Linked DNA regions of Sus scrofa: all the other regions are linked to region 3. Evidence: chromatin contacts called from public HiChIP or PLAC-seq data. All regions are on one chromosome and are shown on one strand. Each heading gives the region's core, a stretch centred on a gene start, on an enhancer-like site or on the middle of the called end of the contact. The rest is flanking DNA. Distances are from core to core; before and after follow the strand shown.

Evidence for each region. HiChIP or PLAC-seq counts read pairs in DNA pulled down with a chosen protein or histone mark.
Region 1: an H3K27ac HiChIP or PLAC-seq map of alveolar macrophages shows a contact between it and region 3. The contact joins the promoter of DCK here to the promoter of RUFY3 in region 3. A contact is called at or near these places in 1 of 5 promoter capture datasets (liver), 2 of 47 Hi-C or Micro-C datasets (alveolar macrophages and liver) and 2 of 2 datasets of contacts at active chromatin or transcription factors (alveolar macrophages and skeletal muscle).
Region 2: an H3K27ac HiChIP or PLAC-seq map of alveolar macrophages shows a contact between it and region 3. The contact joins the promoter of MOB1B here to the promoter of RUFY3 in region 3. A contact is called at or near these places in 2 of 2 datasets of contacts at active chromatin or transcription factors (alveolar macrophages and skeletal muscle).

The regions. Positions count from the first base shown.
Region 1 is chr8:67,703,678-67,708,444 of Sscrofa11.1, forward strand. It overlaps DCK (deoxycytidine kinase), which reads left to right and starts at 2,984. Exons shown (of 7, transcript XM_003129074.5): 1 at 2,984-3,437. The coding sequence starts at 3,347.
Region 2 is chr8:67,646,419-67,651,217 of Sscrofa11.1, forward strand. MOB1B (MOB kinase activator 1B) reads left to right here and starts at 1,444. Exons shown (of 6, transcript XM_003129073.4): 1 at 1,444-1,781. The coding sequence starts at 1,768.
Region 3 is chr8:67,491,745-67,496,349 of Sscrofa11.1, forward strand. RUFY3 (protein RUFY3) reads left to right here and starts at 2,808. Exons shown (of 18, transcript XM_021101418.1): 1 at 2,808-3,298.

The DNA.
Region 1 (4,767 bases), core at 1,734-4,233, 210 kb after region 3:
TTAGACCCCTAGCCTGGGAATCTCCATGTGCCTCAAGTGCAGCCCTAGAAAGACAAGTAAAAAAAAAAAAAAAAAGACAACCCCCAAAAAAACAAAAAAAACCTAAATATTATTCCTTTAATTCTTCTTCTTTTTCTTTTTTTTTTTTTGTCTTTTTGCCATTTCTTGGGCTACTCCTGCGGCATATGGAGGTTCCCAGGCTAGGGTTCGAATCGGAGCCATAGGCGCTGGACTACACCACAGCCACAGCAACCCCAGATCCAAGCCATGTCTGCAACCTACACCACAGCTCACGGCAATGCCAGATCCTTAACCCACTGAGTGAGGCCTGGGATCGAACCTGAAACCTCATGGTTCCCAGTTGGGTTCATTTCTGCTGCACTGCAATGGAAACTCCTAGACCAATACTTTTTAATGTAAAATCAGTTAAACCAGAGGTTTCAAACTGAGGTTAATAGTCTGTCCCAATTAATGTGAACACTTTAATGCCCCACTGCAAAATATTAGTGTATTTGACTTAGCACTTCTGCAGGAGGATAAAGAATGGTTATGTATATATATAGCATATGCTAGTATGTGACCTAAATTTTTTAAAATTCGGAAACAGTTGACTACATGGGTTTTAGATAGGGCATTGGGGACAAAAATCAGGGAGGTGATTTTGAATGTGCTTTTCTCTTGTCTCTTCCTTGTGTTATCCACTGGTTATGTAGGAAAATGGGAAATTGACCTGAACTTGATGTTAAATGAGTTAGGTTCCTTGTTTCCACATTTACTTCATTTGTATTTTTGAGGTACACTCTTTAAGCTCGGAGGAACTCAAGTCCTCACAGCAGAAACTGGCAGAACTGGAATTCGAAACCAGTCTTTAAATTTCCAGTGCTTAAACTCTTAATCACTGTACAAGTACTTTTTTTGTGGTTTTTGTTTTTGTTGGGTTTTTTGGGGGGAGGGGGAACCATATTCAGAGATTTGTGCTTCTCAACCTCAAACATCAGATCCATATGGGATTTATTCAGTTCCACTTTCTTCCTATTTGAAGGTCTCTGGGACCCCGCCTTATTTATCTCAGGGTTTTTTCCCTCAAGCTGGGATGTAGAATATAACACCCAGTAGCTTCTCTGGCTTCCTTGCCATACAAATGACTATTCAGGCCTTTTTCATTTTAAGAATCCTGCTATTAAGCACTATAGGGATAAACAAAGGCAATATACATAAATAATAGCATAACAACACAATATTGGAAAGTTACAAAAAATGATTTTTGCTGTTTTCATCCTCGAGTCACATTTTGATTTCTGCCCTTTATTTCAGAACAGCTTCATTTATCTTCCTTGTTGTGATTCCACCTTTAGATTCATTTCAGATCTGATTGACAGTTGTAAGGTAGAAAAGAGTAACAGGGCCTTTGGTTTCTGTAGACAATTTGAACTTGGGCACTTCCAGCCCGGGCAGTGACCTGTTTACTAGGTCTTTACCATGACTGAAAATGAATTCCTCTGGGTGTGTCTGCATTTGTCCCCAATTAGATGAGTCATCCAGCAGAGGACATGGCATATAAGGAAGCACTCAAATATTCAACATACATTTGTTAACCACCAGGTGTAGGGCAAGCAAAGTTAATTAGTTTTATAGTATGCTGAAAAGAAACCTACTCAGTGTGGTGACTTATTCTCATCACTGTAGGAGTGTAGAATTTTTTTCCTCTCAGGCTCTTTGGCTGACCTAATCATTGATGTAAGACAGATTAATAGCAGAAAAGCATTTAATTACATATAAAGTCCCCTTAAAAATATGAGAATCAATGAAATGACCAAAGCGGGAAGCTTTTATACCTTTTAGACAAATAATAAATTTGTGAAGAAGCCACAAGAGGAAGGGTTTGGGCCAGTTGTAGTAAATTGATGAAACAGTAACAAGGTTTATTTATCCAGCCTTCTCTGCCCTGAATTCCCAATCTCTGATAATAAGGATGCTTTCTACCCTCTTGGTACAGGGAGGGTACCTTTTACATGAGAGATTTATTTCCTGCTTTCAGGTAGGAACAAAGGGTCAGAGGTTCTTATTTAATCCAAAATAATATGCCAGAGTGGCATATTCAGGGTGGCATATTCCAACCCCTTCAACGCAAAGCGCCATCCATATCAGGATATGAGAGATCAGGAGGTGGCATCTGAAAACCTAACTTTCTATCCCATTTCCACTCACTGACTTGGAGACTTAACAGTAGCCCCTCAGTGCCTGGCTCCTCACTGATAAAGGAGCTCATGGTGAGATCTGTGGCACCTGATTGCTAGTTAATTCAAGAAAAACGCTGGAAATACCGTCTACACGCAAGAATGCAATTACATTCCCTGAGGGCTGGGGTGCCTAGCGCCATCTAGCCTGCGACAGTCCTCCTGGCTGAGAATTCCTGGGACTCCGTTTTTCTACTACTCATTGCTTCCCTCTGACAAGTTTAAAGTCCAGCTGACTCGGAGTTCCCATCATGGCTCAGTGTTAAAGAACCCGACTAGGAACCATGAGGTTGCGGGTTCCATCCGTGGCCTTGCTCAGCAGGTTAAGGATCTGGTGTTGCCATGAGCTGTGGTCTAGGTCGCAGACCTGGCTCGGATCTGGCGTTGCTGTGGCGTAGGCTGGCGGCTACAGCTCTGATTAGACTCCTGGAAACCTCCATATGACCCCAGAGCGGCCCTAGAAAAGGCAAAAAGACCAAAAAAAAAAAAAAAGACAAAAAAGCCCAACCAATTCGGTCCAGATGCTCTGAGTCCACAGGCCCCACAGGGGAGGGGAGTTCTCCGAAACCCAGCCCACTCCAGGTGACTAGCGAAGGTGACGAGCGAAGGAGACGCCCCCTGCCCCTGGGCGCCCTTCGACCTTGGGTGCCCGCGCCGGTTCCCAGCCAATTCCGGGAACGCCCCTCCGCCCCAGCTTGCTGGGAAAAGGCGCGCCGGCGCGCGCGCGGTCCCGCCCCCCGCTCAGCTCCCGCGGCCCCGTCCCCAGTTCCCGCGTGACCCGACGTGCCGGGCGCGCACGTAGGGGCCCCCCGCCCCAGCCGAAGGGGGCGAAGGCCGAGGGGCCGAGGCGGGATCTCGGGTTTGAGAGAAAGCGGGGGCGTGGCTTCCTCGCTGGGTGGGCGGCCACTCTGCAGCCCCGCCCCCGTCGGCAGCTGACTCCGCGCGCCAAAATCAAACCCGCGGGCCCGCCGTCCGGAGAACCTGCAAGGGGTGAGGGTTCCGCGTGCGGGTCCACACGAGCTCCGCGGTAGCGTGAGCCCCGGCGCGCGCAGTCTGCGGCACCTCCCAGCCCCCTTGCCCAACGCCCTCGGGGCCGCCACGGGCGAGGCATGGCCACCCCCCCCAAGAGGAGCTGCCCGTCTTCCCCAGCCAGCTCAGAGGGGAACCGCATCAAGAAAATTTCCATTGAAGGGAACATCGGTAAGGAGCCTCGGGAAATGTTGGTCCAAAAGCGGGGGTAGTCACGGCGGCGACGGCTGCTGAAGCACGCCCTCGCCGCGTCGCTTCTGTGGGGGCTTTCCGCCCTGCCTAGTGCTGTGTGTGGATGCGGACGCGCCTTCAGGCTTGTGCCTCCGAAAGCATCCTTCTCTGCCTTCCCCAGCTTCCCTCCCGGCCGGGGGTGGCAGCTCTGCGCGTTAGGCCCCAGGCCCGCGAGCCCTAGGAAGCGCGCCTCGGGTTCTTTTCATCCTCTTTGTTGGGACCGCGCACAAGGAAGGGTTTTTGGTTTTGTTTCTGTTTTATTTTTATTTATTTATTTTTAGGATGCGTGTTTGTGTCAGTTCTTGAGGTGTAGTTTACATAGGTTAAATTGTCCCTTTTTAGGCATACTTCTTACTCTATGAGGTTTTTTTTGTTTTTTGTCTTTTTGCTATTTCTTTGGGCCGCTTCCGTGGCATAAGGAGGTTCCCAGGCTAGGGGTCGAATCGGAGCTGCAGCCACCAGCCTACGCCAGAGCCACAGCAACGCGGGATCCGAGCCGCGTCTGCAACCTATACCACAGCTCACTGCAACGCCGGATCATTAACTCACTGAGCAAGGGCAGGGACCGAACCCACAACGTCATGGTTCCTAGTCGGATTCGTTCACTACTGCGCCACGACGGGAACTCCCCCTCTATGAGGTTTGACAATGTTTTACTACCACCACCAAGATTGAGTCAGAACGTTTCCATCACTGCACAAAGTCCTTCTTGCTCTTTTGTCGTCAGCCCCCTCTCCGTTCCTACCCCCTGGCAAGCACTGATCTGATTTCTATTCCTGTCAAGTTTTGCCTTTTCCAGAATGTCATATAAATGAAATCTAAGCATGTAGCCTTTGGTGTCTTGCTTCTCAAATTTAGCGAAATGTTTTTAGATTTATTCATGTCACTTGTACCTGTGGTTTGTTCTTTTTTGTTGCTGAGTGGTATATCCATTGCATGGATATACTACAGTTTATTTCTTCCTAGTTGTGGACTTTTGGATTGTTTCCAATAATTAGATTATGAATAAAACTGCTGTGAACATTCAGGTACAAGGCAAGAGGTTTTGTCATTTTGTAAGACACATGAACTCTCGATTCCTCTCTATTTCCTACCACAGTAAACCTGTGCCTGATACTTCCTGTTTTGATAGGATTTTTTTTGGTCCCAAGTTAGGTACTGGCCATTCATGCATATAGGGGATGTTTTTAAACTCTTACCACCTTCAAAACACTGTAGTTCTCGAAAAAGGCAATGCAAAGTTGCTTTAGCAGCATTCCGAGGCATGGAA
Region 2 (4,799 bases), core at 194-2,693, 150 kb after region 3:
GATCCTTAACCCACTGAGCAAGGCCAGGGTTCAAACCCGCAACCTCATGGTTCCTAGTCAGATTCATTTCTGCTGCACCACGACGGGAACTATTTTCATTTTAGTAAGATAACTCCTCTTTTCCCCTCGTTTCCAACATCTTTGGAACCTTTAAGTCTTTTCAAATTATTCCAGTGACCTCTGCTATTCCTGAGATAGTATCAAGGCTTCAATATTTTTTTCTGTTTTTAAAAATGGTTTGATTTACTGACATGCCAAACTACTAGTATGTAAACGCAACAGAATACCTTTCATATTGGCACCTCCTTCAGGTCCATTAGCCGAGGGTGGTTTACTAGCCGCACATAATTTATGCTTTGTTTAGATTCTTTGAAAAGTTACTTGTAGATTTAGTGGGTGTTTTAAAGAAGATGGACGTCTCTTTGCAATATAAACGGTTACCCAAAACGATAAAGCTGTGGTGGGCTGGTCATCGGTGGCAATTCTGATAAAGCATTTCCGAGGTTAAAGTCCATTATAGCCATTTGGCACATGATACACAAAACATTCTAGCAGTTAGAAAAGATTAGTCCCCCTTACTGAGGGACTTGCATTTCACACACTGAAGGGACCCAGGGCAAGGCTTTATAATCCATTTAAGAATGCTCCACGTATCTTGAATAGGCCATCACATCAATTTTCCCAGCTGCTGACGACGGCCTCACTTGCCTGTTAGTGACGGACTTTGACCATCTCCTAGTTCAGGGTTTTAAAATATGCCCATAAAATGACAACTTGGGGAGTTCCCGTCGTGGCGCAGTGGTTAACGAATCCGACTAGGAACCATGAGGTTGCAGGTTCGGTCCCTGGCCTTGTTCAGTGGGTGAAGGATTGGGCGTTGCTGTGACCTGTGGTGTAGGTTGCAGACGCGGCTCGGATCCCGCGTTGCTGTGGCTCTGGCTAGGCCGGTGGCTACAGCTCCGATTCGACCCCTAGCCTGGGAACCTCCATATGCCGCAGGAGCGGCCCAAAGAAATAGCAAAAAGACAAAAAAAAAAAAAAAAAAAACCAAAAACTTAGATCCTTTCCTCTCATCTGGCGGAACCACACCCTAACCATTCCAACCAGATGAAACTCTCTCCTGTTTTTTATACACTTAGCAGAGAGACTCCGTAACCTTTCATCTGGGCACTCAGTGGGCAGAACTCTGGTGGCAATTCCATCCCTCACTGCAGGACCCTGACATGCGGGCGCTGAAGCCCATTTCCTTCCTGACCTCTAGGCAGCTCCGAGTGCTTTGCCACGACCCCCACCCGGGCAGACTGGACTGACCCACGGGCTGGCCCTTGCGTACTCGTGGGGCGTGGTCCAGGGCTGCGAAGGTGTCCAGACCAAGAGAGACCCGGGACCATAACGGGAGGGGTGGGGTGGGCGCGCGCCTCTCTCGCGAGAGCTCGCTGGTGGAGGCCGAGAGGGGCTGGGGACCAGGAGGTGGGGAATAGCTCGGCGGCTGCGACGCAGTTCTCCCGGGAGCAGGCGAGCCTCCCTTTCCCCGCCTCCCTTCGCTTCCCCTCCCATTGAGTGATTCAAGCCGTGCGCTTCCCACTTCCGCCCCCTCTGCCTGCCATTGGAACTAGCAGAGCCGAAGAAGTTGCGGCCGCCGAGCAGCCGGCGCTCCCCGCCTCCTCTTCGTCCTCGTCCTTCTCTTCCTCTCCTGGCCTGGCCTGGCCGCCGCCGCCGCCCAGAGGCCTCGCGACCGCCGAGCCCGCAGCCCGCCCCGCGGCCGACATGAGCTTCTTGTTGTGAGTAGCCGGACCCCGCGCGCGCCGGCTTTGTTCAGGCGACCTGGGCCGCGGCCCCCACCGCCTGCCTTGTCTCTCGCTGCTCGCGCCGGGCGTCCCCACCGCGCAGGTCTCCGGGAACCTGACCCAAGAGCTCGCGGAGCCTGATGGCCGCCGCCTCCCGAACCCGCTTCGAGCACGCAGGGACTCCTCCAGCCCCCTCTCTCTACCTCGACCCCAAACTCGACACATCCGATTTCTGCTCCCGCATTTCTGCATCACCACAGCCTTTGCTCGTGTTCCTCTCTTGCGTGTGTTTGCACGCTTAGAGACCTCCCACTCTCCTGCACGGCCTGTTTCCGACGCGTGCCGGTTGCCGTCTCCGTCTGCCCTGCCCATTGCTTTTTTCTAGGTTCTGAGCACAGAAGATAGAGCTTTCTACTTGCTCCTTTCACCCCAGGACCCTTTCACTCCCACTTAGGTTTTAGGAGTGGAAAGTTGGGGTGATAAGTCTTGTGAAGGTAACACTTTAACGAGGCTGCTTGTGGGCCAGGATCCCCTGGTGACAGCCTGGGGTCTTGGGGGCTGGAGCGCCTTGCTTTCTCGAGGTGCCCCCTCCTGCCGGTGTGCTCCCCTGAAGAGTAAGGCTTTATCCTTTTAGACAACCACCAAGTAGGGTCTGGGTGTGTGCCCTGGGTTGCTTAGGTCCACTGGGGAGTTGTTTTGCAAATCATTTGTAAATAGCAACTCAACGTCACATTTAGTGCTGGTCATTATTTCCCTTATCGTTTATTGCAGACGAGTTGAGGGTGGATGGGCAGAAAGATAGGGTGGCTGGATGGGAGTTTGGTGGAAGCAGGCAAGCCTCAGGTCCTCATAAAACAGGACCTCACACCCCGGGGAATTACTTTTTTGAAGGCTTTGTTGTGATTCATCTCTGTTTCTTCTGTGCTTAGAAAGCTAATAAAAAATTGGAATTAAAACCCACCCTATATGTCTTTTACTGTTGTGGAGAAAATTAGCATTTATATTTTCTGTTCCAGTTTTCTTTTTTCCCCCACATCCCATAATTTTTTGTCATCACATTGATACCTGAATTTTGAGAATTTAACCCTTATTTTCACAAGCTGATATCTCCAATGTTAATCCTTTTTAGGGTGTTTAAGCAAAACTGAGTGATCACAGAAGGCTAACCCGCAGGCGAGCTTGCCAATATTTCTAGTGAGCACAGAGACATCTGGCTTGTGTCAACCTGCCTAACACGTTTGAGCTTGTGAAACCTCTCTTAGGCTCATCCTAGAAGTGGATTCTGAGTTTGTCAGATAGATAGTGCTAGATGAGATGACTGAGCAACTTGGAAGTCTTTGTTTCCTATTTTAGTTTGACTCAAGATATCCAGGCATTTGGGCTTGCAGCTTCTTCTCACCTTGAGTAGTTTTTACATTACCCATGTTAGGTTTCTTCATAAAGTTAGAAGCTGTCTTTGAAATAGCAATGTAGATGCGGTCGTTGGCTGCTTCTGAAGGGCCTGTGTTTCTTGGAACTCCTAGGTAAAATTGATTGAAGCAGGGAAGAACTGTATTTAGCTGAAACTAGGCAATAGAGAAAGTTTTGGTGGTATTTTCTGAATAAAAATACAATAGTACCCTACTTTTCCATGGCTCAGTATTTAATACTTACAGAAATGTGGTGGTTTAAGTTCATTTCTCCTGAAGCATATTAGCTACATAAGAAAAATCTTCCCATAACTACTGTATATAAGCACATTAGTGGGTCTGTACTATTTGGAACACAATTTTTCGGTCAGGTCACATGTAACAATTAGTAAATTCTCAACATATTTTGCTGGTGGGCTTGACAGTCCAAAAATTTAATCTAACATTTTTTTGGTTTTGATTTTTCCACCAGCAGTTTAGAAACAGAAGTGAAGACCTTATACATAGGTATATTTATTATCAGAAGTGAAAGAACAAAGTTTTGGTTATTATCTCCTTGCTGGTGTAGTTACTTTCCTGAATAGTATTTCTGTACCAACAGATAAGCAAAGAAAAAAAAAAGAGCTGCAGTTTAGGAGTTAAATACAAACACTTTCCTCCAGTTCTTGGGAGCTTACTTGTAAGGCTGTTATAAGTGGATGAAGCTGAGGAAATAAGGGCAGTGTGAGATAGGGTTATGAAGGTGATGATTCATAACTCCTGAGGGCTTTAAGATAGAAGAATTATTGATTTAAAAAAATCATTCAGGAGTTCCCACTGTGGTGTAGTGGGTTAAGAATCTGACTGCAGGGAGTTCCCATCATGGCTTGGTGGTTAACGAACCCGACTAGTAACCATGACGTTGCAGGTTTGATCCCTGGCCGGCTCAGTGGGTTGAGGATCTTGCGTGGCTGTGATGTAGGCTGGCAGCTACAGCTCTAATTCAACCCCCAGCCCAGGAACCTCCATGTGCCATGGGTGTGGCCCTAAAAAAAAAAGAAAAGAAGCTGACTGCAGTAGCTTGGGTGACTGCAGAGGCATGGGTTTGATTCCTGGCCTCATGCAGTGGATTAAAGGATCCTTTGTTGCCACAGCTGTGGCTGAGATTCAGTCACTAGCCCAGGAACTTCCATATGCCATGAGTTCAGCCTTTTAAAAAACAAAAAGGAGTTCCTGTCATGGCTTGGCAGTCAGCGAACCTGACTAGTATCCATGAGGATATGGGTTTGATCCCTGCCCTCGACCAGTGGATTAAGGACCCGGCGTTGCCGTGAGTTGTGGTGTAGGCTGCAGACGCTTGGATCCTGTGTTTCTGTGGCTCTGGTGTAGCCTGGGGGTTTCAGCTCCGATTGGACCCCTAGCCTGGGAACCTCCATATGCCACGGGTATGGCTCTAAAAAGACAAACAACAACAACAACAAAAAGCACCCCAACAGGAGTTCCCATCGTGGTTCAGTGGTTAACGAATCTGACTAGGAACCATGAGGTTGTGGGTTCAATCCCTGGCCTTGCTCAGTGGGTTAAGGATCCGGCGTTGTCATGAGCTGTGGTGTAGGTTGCAGAC
Region 3 (4,605 bases), core at 1,558-4,057:
TCAGATGAACTTAGCAATTTATTGAATATTCCATACAAAAAGAACAGAATACACATTCTTTTCAAGGGCACATGTAACACTCTCTAGGGCAGATGACATGCTATCCCATAAAACAAGTCTCAATAAATTTATTTTTGTTTTATTTTATTTTTAGGGGGGAACATGCCTCATATGGAAGTTCCCAGGCTAGGTGTCAAGTCGGAGCTGTAGCCACCAGCCTACACCACAGCAACAGCAATGCCAGATCCAAGCCACATCTATGACCTACACCACAGCCCATGGCAACACAGGTTCCTAAACCCACTGAGAGAGGTCAAGGATTGAAACTGCGTCCTCAAGGATACTAGTCAGATTTGTTTCCTCTGAGCAACGATAGGAACTCCCTTTTGTTTTGCTTGTTTTTTCAATAAATTTTATAACTGGAATCTGAAAAAGAGTATCATTCCTTCCCAAGTGGTATCTTTTCTCTAATCATAGCTCTTAAGAAGCTTATGCTAAAAGTATATCCATGACATTGATCTTTATAAAGTTTGTAACATATTCTAAGTTGTCCTTAGAACAACATCCTTGAGGGGCTCAAAAAAAAAAAAGAAAACAAACAAACAAACCAATTACTAAAAATAAAATTCAACTTTTTAAATAAAGTTGAAAAGTTCCTCTTGCTTCATTTTACAGGAAAATCAATAGAGCTTGATTCTTACAATGGCTTTGATTTTGTCACTTTAAAACAGTGTAGGAAGATGTTCTGTGATTTTACAAAAAGGAACAATCAGTTTAGGCTTGTTTTTATAAGCTTAGCTTCCCTAAATGTTGTGTAGCAGCTGAATCAGCCGTTTTTGTCACTAAAGCTTATATAGAGCTGTGATTATAATATTGATCCAAAAGCTAAAAGCATAAGAAACTAGAAACTTGGAGTACCATCTACCTTTAAAGAAAATGTCCATAAATAGCTTTGCCTATAAATTTTAAAGAATTCATATTTCAGCTGATTTTCTATATTCATTGCACTGCCACTTAATTAATGACATAAGGCATAAATAGAACTATTTTTAAAATTAAAGAGGCACCAAAAAAACCAAAACAAAACAAAAATCAATATACTGCAAGATTCCACAGCAGGTCAATATTTCTAATACCTACATGTAACCTCTACTAACCAGAAAGGAGAAAGCTGGTAATTTAGACTAGATAGAGTTTCATACTTTGTTTACTTGGTGACTCCCTTGGCTAATCACTGGCCTTTCTCAAGAGTGATTTGTGAGGAATCTGCTGTCTTGTCTTCTTCTTCTTTTTTTTCTCTTTCTTTAGGGCTGCACCCTAAAGCTCCCAGGCTAGGGGTCAAATCAGAGCTACAGCTGCCGGCCTACACCATAGCCACAGCAACACCAGATCCTTAACCCATGAAGCAAGGCCAGGGGTTGAACCCCCATCCCCGTGGATCCTAGTCGGGGTTGTTAACTCCTGAGCCATGAAGGGAACTCTCTGCTGTCTTTTCTTCTATCCACAATGGGATGAATGTATATTCTGGTCAAAATTTTACTGAAAAATTGCAAAACATCTTTGAGAAGGGAGCTGACAGGAATACAATGATACTTAGAAATTTCTGCATGCAAAAACAAGGTAAAAGATCCAGTTAAGGATGGGTATTAAACCTATATAATACACCTGGAATCTTTTAGTTCTTCTCCTCAAGGTATTATACCTTGAAGAAACGTTTGTAATTCCTAAAAGGCAATTATGTTTTATTTTATTTATTTTAATCTTTTTTGCTTTTTAGGGCTGCACCCCAGGCAGATGGAAGTTCCCAAGCCAGGGGTCAAATGGGAGCTCTAGCTGCTGGCCTATACCACAGCAACGCCAGATCCAAGCCATGTCTGGGACCTACACCATAGCTCACCGCAGGTGGAATCCTTAACCCACCGACTGAGGCCAGAGATTGAACCTGGGTCCTCATGGACTGTTACTGCTGAGCCATGAAGGGAACTCTGGCAGTTATTGTTTTTATCAAGACACCTACCCTCACCAAGACTGAAATGAAAAGGCCCAACAAATTCCAAGTGCTAAAGATATGATGAAAAAGCTTTTCTCCCCCTCAATTTTGTTTTTATTATTGTAAGTCACATGGTGTTTTACTAAAATAATAATACATAACTAATAATAATTAATTTTCCCTTTGCCAGAACAGGAATCCAGGCTCTGAGAGAAATGCCTTACTCCAGCAGGCACTAGCACTGAAATCAACAGGTCAGGGAAATGCCAGAAACTAAGACTACTAAGAGATTTTCTGACTGCTTGAAATTAGCTTCTTGTAAACATATGTTTGGTTTAAAAGATTTGGTGAAAGATAGTATTAGAAATCTCAAGGTAATTTCTTGTAATTTCAAGAGTTATTTTCAGAGAACAAAAATTAAAAGGTTTACTTTTCCTTTCAGAGAAGCATAATTTCCTCTACAAATGGCAAGACAGACCAGAGAAAGGAGGAAAAGCAGGTGGAGCAAATGTTACACAACAGTGATTTTTAATTATGAGTCAACATGGATTCTCTGCCAGCATCTTCCACCCCGAACACAAAACCAGCTAGAAACTACGGGGTCACGTTCGTGGAATCCAGCGTAAAAAAATAACAGTAACTGCAAATTGTCTGCATTAAAGAAGGAAATGTTTACTTATGGGAATGACTGGATCACTAATCGTTGATTCTAATAGTGAAAATAAAGCAACAGCGGCCAATTACTAGCTAGACACAGGCACTATGAAAGTGAAAGCTGTCGACCTCTAATAGAGGCTTGTCGTATAAATTCTAAGCTGTTCGGTTTAAGACGCATTCATGCGCATCCAGAACACCGGAAAACCAGGGAGTGAAAGTCAAAGCAAATACAAGATTTCTACACAGCGCACATGACCAGGAACAAAAGACGTGGGAGAAGGAAGATACCCACCTCCAGTTTCTCACATTAAAAAGCTCACGAATCAAAACTGCGACTCAACGGTTAAAGTTACAATGTGTGCCAAGCAAATGGCACAGTTTAACGCCGGGCGGGGGGGAGGGGGTGGGCAGGTTCCTTTTCAAAATTGGCTTTCGCCCTTTCTTCAACCCATATCTTTGTGCCTCTGGGCTGCCGATGAAGTTAGGTGGTAACACACACAGCAGCGCCGCTAGATTTTCGCCAGGCCTCACACCGTACAAGCACCGGGAGCAAACACACCTGACCGCCTAGGAGGGCCGTTCCGGGGGCGGGGAAGGCCGAGGCACCGGGTGCCGTCTCCTCCCCCCAGCGCCGCGGGAGCCCAGAGGAAGGTGGGCAGTGGGAAGCGGCGGAGGCCGCCCCCTAGGGGAGCCGCGCCGCAGGCTTGGGGGCCCGGGCGGGAGGGGCAGTCGGGAGGAGGCGGCCGGTAGGGAGACCGCGCCGTCGGGCGGGGCGGGCCCTCCAGCTGGCTCAAACCCCGGCGGGGCGAGCTGTAGACCGAGCGGCGGAGCCCAGACGCCGGCCCGTAGCCAAGGAGGAAGGTGGCGGCGGTGCGGACGGGACGGGGCGGCGGCTCACCGCCGTGACCCTCTGCTTTCGCCCAAGCCCGGGCGCCACTCCGAGGCGGCGGCGAAGGAAGAAACGAGCATGGCTGAGACCTCGCCGCCGCCCGCCACCGGCGCGGAAAGTTGCAGCGAGGAGCCGGCGAGGGGCGGGAAGCAGCGGCAGGAGGAGCGGCGCCGCGCTCCAGCCGGGGGCGCGGACCGGGAGGACAAGGCGGGGCCGCCGCTGGCCTCCCCCCCGGGGCCCTCGGAGCCCGGCTCGCCGGTAGCCGCCCCCTTCTTCCTGCTCTACCCGGGCGATGGAGGCGCCGGCTTCGTAGCGCGCCCGCCGCCGCAGCAGCAACAGCGCGCCTGGAGGACTCCGCCGTCGCCGGGCTCCCCGCTGCCCTTCCTGTTGCTGAGCTACCCGAGCGGCGGCGGCGGCGGCGGCGGCAGCGGCGGCAAACACCGTGAGTGGCCGCCGGACAGGGGGACGCGGGCGGGGAAGGGGGGGCCTGGGCTGGGAAGGGCCAGCCCGGCTCCGCGGAGCTCCGCCTCCCGCTGGGTCCCGGGAACGGAGCCGGGTCGGCGGAGAGGAGGGGGCGCTGGGGGCGGCTCTCGGAAAGCTCCGGGCCCGGGGCGCAGGGGGCGGCGGCGACCGGGCGCGGAACTGTTTACCTCCGAGTCTCCCCAGGCCGCAGGCGCCCGCCCGGCGTCCCCTCCCCGCCCCTCCCGGGCCGGGCGCTTGTCCTCCCAGCCTCCCACGTGCTTGCGGGCTCCCAGCCCCGGGTTTCTGCTGGGAGCCTTCCCCGGAGCGGTCGGGGAGGGGGCGTCCCGGCAGCCCGGCCCGCCCGCCTTCTGCGGGTTCCCAGCGCAGCGGCGGCCGAGTGGGTGTGGCTGCTGCGCCGCCGCCGCCCGCGTGGCCTCGGTTGGACCACTCAATTTTTTACGAGCATTCACTCCACACCCGTAAAGATCACAGATCCATCCCCCAGGATGGGAAGAGAAATCAGGAAACAGTGCGTGCGATGATGAGAAGGGGAAAAAGTATGGCTTTGAGAGGACACTTTCCAGGATGATATGATTTGACAGCAAGA